2 separate regions of the Hordeum vulgare genome follow, and region 1 is linked to region 2. The links are chromatin contacts, called in public Hi-C maps. All regions are on one chromosome and are shown on one strand. Each heading gives the region's core, a stretch centred on a gene start, on an enhancer-like site or on the middle of the called end of the contact. The rest is flanking DNA. Distances are from core to core; before and after follow the strand shown. Region 1 has its middle 84 kb from the start of LOC123429923. Region 2 holds the start of LOC123425843 (protein ACCELERATED CELL DEATH 6-like).

What was found. Hi-C and Micro-C count contacts between places; a contact is called where the count stands out from the background.
Region 1: a Hi-C map of leaf shows a contact between it and region 2, with 7 times the contacts expected there. The contact joins the enhancer-like site here to the promoter of LOC123425843 in region 2. A contact is called at or near these places in 2 of 6 Hi-C or Micro-C datasets (leaf and seedling).

Annotation. Positions count from the first base shown.
Region 1 is chr2H:203,078,335-203,081,034 of MorexV3_pseudomolecules_assembly, forward strand. No RefSeq gene overlaps it. Among protein-coding and RNA genes, the nearest start is that of LOC123429923, 84 kb to the right of the region's middle. Within about 2 kb of position 1,422, at least 3 of the 3 cell types and tissues checked have open chromatin away from gene starts, as enhancers often do. A contact at or near this core is called in leaf and seedling, where this site is marked.
Region 2 is chr2H:202,692,558-202,695,313 of MorexV3_pseudomolecules_assembly, forward strand. It overlaps LOC123425843 (protein ACCELERATED CELL DEATH 6-like), which reads right to left and starts at 1,315. Exons shown (of 3, transcript XM_045109589.1): 1 at 452-1,315. The coding sequence starts at 1,151.

The DNA of each region.
Region 1 (2,700 bases), core at 172-2,671, 390 kb after region 2:
CTCTATCTTGTTGTGATGAATTGAGTTTTCCCCTTGGGATTTCGTTTTATCTGATTGAATACTTTTATGGATTTCAGAGCACTTGATTTATTTCTTGCTATTAATACCCGTGGTGAGAATGGGGTATCATATTGATTTACTTGATATATGTTTTGGTACTCGACTCGTGGATTTCCGAGGTGACATTGGGGTAATATATGCATAGGGGTTGGTGCATGTTATCGTCTATGTTTCTCCGATAGGAATATTGGGGCACTCTTTGAGGTTCTTTGTGTTGGATTGAGTAGTATGAATCTGAATTTGTTATGGTGTTATTTTAGTACGAACTCTTGGATAGATCGATCATAAAGGATAACTTGTTATTTTAGTACGAACTCTTGGAAAGATTGATCGGAAAGAATAACTTTGAGGTGGTTTCATACCCTACAAATAATTTCTTCTTATGTTCTACGCTAGATAGGAACTTTGGAGTGATTCTTTATCGCACGTTAAGGGATTGTTATGTGATCCAATTATAATAGCATTGTTGAGAGATTGCACTAGCGAAAGTACGGACCCTAGGCCTCATTTTCAAGCACTGCAATACCGTTTGTGCTCACTTTTGTTACTTGCTACCTTACTATTTTTATTTATTCAGATTATAAAAAAATATTTTTATCGTCCGTATTACACTTGTATCACCATCTCTTCGCCGAACTAGTTCACCTAAACAAATTTTCATTATATTTGGTGTGTTGGGTACACAAGAGACTTTTTATTATTTGGTTGCACAGTTGTATGAGAGAGACCATCTTCATCTTACGTCTCCCACGGATTGATAAACCTTAGGCCATCGACTTGAGGAAATTTTCTACTGTCCTACAAAACTCTACGCTTGGAGGCTCAACATAGTCTACAAGAACAAATTTATGTAGTATACATGAGGGGCGTGCGAGGAGGAGGCAGGGAGGCGGAGGTGGCGGCGATCTGGAAGATGGCGGGCGCGAGACGCGCGTCGGAGCCGGGTGGGCGGCGGCCGGTGGTGGGCACGCGGGTTAGTAGGAAGGATTGGGGACGTTGCGGGTTTGGATGTTTTTTCTTTTGGTTCACTTAGATGCGAGGAAGATCGCATCGGGCCCTTATAGGGACGGATGTTATGAGAATAATATTTTGATCCAAGGATCAGAATAGCGCTATTCTCTCCCTCCCTCCCTCTCTCTCTATAGGGTGGGTCTATTTTAACACCACCCCTTACGAATCCTATTCTCACATCACCACCTTATTCTAACATCACTTTTGAACTACTCCGTCCTCCTAAACCGGACCACACAACGACCCGACAAAACTGCATTACCCCAAAAAATCACCACCTTCTACCCCACCTCTCTGCCCACCTTCTTCCCCCACCTACCTCGCACCCCCAGAACCATCCCACCATCCCCCCGTCGCCACACCTACCCTCCAAACCGTGCACCCCCCGACGCCGCACCACCCAGCCCCCCGGTGGACCAACTCGCTAGCAGACCTCCCACCCAATGGAAGCCTCCCTCCTCCGACCGAGACGCCGCCTCCACCAGCCACATCACCCACCTTTTCTCCTTTGGGCGACATGCAAGCCACAAGCGCCGCCCGCAGGCTTCCTCCAGGATCACCACAACACGGCCTTCGCCCGATGGATCCTACAAGATCCGGCAGCCATGAGTGTCGCGAGCGCCCATCACCACCGGATCCGGTCCTGGGAGCGCCCAGCTCCTATTGTTCCTCTGATTAGCCAAATCGGCTTCAAGCGCCCTCACCATCCCCTCTGTCTTCTTACCTGGATGGATCCATGTGAGGCCGATGGTCGCCGTCTAGCCTCCTTCACATTCCGTCGACAGAGGTCACAACACCCCTATCATCTATCTCCGACAGCGGCAGATGCCTTCCCCCTGTCGTGTTGTGCTACTGGTTCTTACCAGCAAACCATGTGACGTGGGGGTGGGGGGCGCGCCAGCCGGAGGTCTTCTACACCCTGACGCCGGCCGACCCCTTGATCTGTGCCCCGCCTCCACCTACATCCCTCTCGTCCCCATTGGAGGCTGTCGTGGCCCAGCTCCCTCCTGCTAATCCTCTCCCCCGATCCGACAGGCTCACTACATTGCCTCCCCTCCCCTACGCCTTTGCTCACCGCTCTGCTGCAATGTGCCATTGTTCTATCGCGTGCCTCCCTGGTCGCTGCACTGATCCCCTATATTCGGTGGAATCACTGTGCAGTTCGGCTGGGTGTGTCGTGCGGTTTGGTTGGGCGTGTCAAGCGGTTCGGTAGGGCGCGCAGTGCGGTTCAGCAATGTCCGAATTGCGAGTGCTCCGAATCCCTATGGGTGCTTTCACCATGGAGAGAAAATGGTTAAAACCGAACGAGGTCCAGCATGGTGGCCGGATGGGAGGACCAGCGAGGTCCAGCATGGTGCATACGAAAAACAGAGGCTCCCCCGGGATCCTATGCCTGTCTTCGGGTCCGGATTTGTCGATCCGTGGGATCCGAGGTGGTGATCACTATCAAGTGCAATCTGCTGAAGTCGCGGCTATGCAATTCATTTAGGGTGCTTCGGTGTGTAGTTCAATAATTTTTATATAATTTTTGGAAAATCATTTGCAGTGCGCCCAGTAAGAAAGAGAAAAGAACATTGTTGTTCACCTGAAGTTCAGTTTGTTGTTTTGAGAAACTCCAAGAGAAACATA
Region 2 (2,756 bases), core at 65-2,564:
TCATTACAGCCAGAAACACTAAAGTGCCTACCTACACATACCCCACTAGCACAATTCAAATCAATTATGTTACCCTCGACAGCTTTGTTCCATGCCAGATACCCCGAACCCACCATTGATATCATTAGCCATGAGTTGGCACAGTTTGAATTTAGTAGATGACAGTACGAGTATAGAACCTACCTTTTTTTTGAACTGAAATTTAAAGCCGAATCAAACAGAGCACAACCAAACCTACACTAAATTTAAATAGAAACCTAAAAAAAAGTAATTTCTAATCTCAGCCGAGCTATAGTCCAACTAAATATTATTTCAGTCAGTACTAAAAAAAGATTATTTCAGTCAACTACAGGTGAAGAAAATATTTCACAGAAGCATATTGCAGAGTTGCCAATAAGGCAATAATAATAGAACCAACTAAATACAAGGGGATATCTCGTGAGGCACTCACCGTTACTCGTGAGGACAGCGGCGTGCAGCGCCGTGCGCCTTCCCGGGCCCGTGCACGAACACAATTTGGGCACCTCATCTTCGTCGTCGTCGTCGTCGTTCTTATACAACTTCATAAGAACGCGCAGCATCCCAAGTAATCCTGCAGCCGTTGCCATGTAAATCGGCGTCTCCCCAGCGCCACCGGACAGTCCCGCGAGCCCCGGGTCCGCCGCGGCCAGCGCATGCGCCGCGGCCTCATGCCCGCCGCGCACCGCGTCGTGAAGCGCCGTCTCGCCGCGGTTGTTGGTGGCGCGGGTGAGGGCGCGCAAGGACGAGGTGGAGGGGGAGGAAGCGATGAGGAGGGCGACGGACTTGTGGGCCCCGGCGCGAGCGGCCAAGTGGAGCGGCGTGTCCAGAGCGGCGTTGCGCGCGGCGAGGAGGCCAGGGGCGCGGCGGAGGAGGAGCGCCGCGAGTGCCGCGTGCCCGCCGGACGCGGCCACGTGCAGGAGCGTGTTGCCTCCTGCGGTGGTAGCGGTGTCGAGGTCGGGCGCGGACGGGTCCGCGAGGAGCTCCTTCACGAGCCGCCGCTCGTCACCGCTGCGCGCTGCGCGGAGGAGTGCGGGCCTCAGGGATGGCGCGGTTACCAGCGGCCGAGGCGTTGGGCAGGACGCGGTGGACGGGGTGGACGGCGGCGAGGTCTCTACCTCGGGCGAGGACATCGTGTGTGCCGTGTGCGTCGGACCGTCGGTTGGGACTTGGGACGAGGGGGAACGTGGGTGGTTTACTTCGGAATCATGTCACTGGTCATCGGTCACTTACTGTGCTTCAAAACGTTTACAGGATACAAAACAAATCGATACAGATCATTTTCCTATTTGATCCTCGGTGGTTTAATAATTGCGTACACATGTCCCTTTTTCTTCAACGGCTTTCTTTCTTCCTCTTTTCTGTCACAAAAGTTCTTGTTTGAGGAACAATTTCAACTTTTTCTCACAACTTTTTTTGTATCACAACTTTTGCTTAAACTGACGGCGAGAGGACGAGAGAGGTCGATATTTCAACCAAAGTCTTTTACATTGGCGACATAGCATCTATAATACTTATTTCCAAAACATTGTTTCGTCTTAGGATACACAAAAATCGTAGGATTTCATTACGGAAGGTAGGAAAGTAAACGAACATTGACATTTGAAATGAAGCAAACTGCTTGTACAAGAAAACTCTCTCAGGAACTACGTCTGCTTCAGAAGCCAGAGTCCGTTGGTGAAGTCCATCAAAAATGAGTAAGAATAGAGCATCATAATGAAGTGGTTGTTTTGAACCATAGATGGTTGTATGGCGCTTCAAGTGGCGACGCGGGTGGGGTCCGTGCCGGCGGTTTGTCCCGAGGCTCTTCCGCAAAGGTTATGGCTAAGAGAGGGGCTCCCGATGACGATACGTGTCTCTCCGCCTTTGTTCCTACCATCGGCAGTGTCAGACCCGAGTGTCCTGTAGAACTAGATTCAGAGAAATAAAAACCAAACTCACAAAAGTTAGCAATTTTAGTGGTTGATTGCAAGAGAACCAAAGCGAGTTCAGATACCCAAAGAAAGGGTATGAAAATGACGGGTGGAGATAGATTTTCGACGAAGAATGCCTTTCATTTTATTATAGGGTCTTTCTTTGCCCTGCTTATAGTTTGGCCATTCAATAGTAGCGTACGGCCTTTGAAAATCATCTCTTCCTAGAGGGGACTCCCGATTTTGGGCATTCGTAGAGGGGACTCCTTCAAGGGATTTTTAGGATCGTTCATGCTATTTTTAGTCTATTTTGGATTTTATAGTTTACTTTTCTCATGGAGATGGTTAAGGACCTCAGAAAGTCAAGCTCCCTTCTTCCTTTGCACTCGAGGACCAATGTTTATCTTAACCTTTGCACACCTCTAGGAGGAGGACAAATCTCAATCTACTAGCTTCTTTGGATGGAAAGATTCTGACTTCGGTACACCTATAGGTCGGCTAGGAACACTAGAGGCTACGGTTTACCCCAAAACAAAAAAGAATGAGCTCGAAGGCTCTAGAACACTGGCTTTATAGCCTTATAAATGAATGAAGAAACCAAAGAAAAACAGCTTGGGTAGTTGATCACTATAGACCTTGGTAAAAAAAAGGGAACAATGACTCGCCAAGGCTCCTCAGACGCTCGATAAAAGATCAAGATCTTCTCGTTCCCCATCTTCCACGAAGTGGTAAGTAGAATCATAGGACTTCTGGCTGGCAGATGGACGACCCGTAGAGCTTTGTTTCAAAATGAAATGCTTCAAACCTAACCAAATCCCGCTTCAG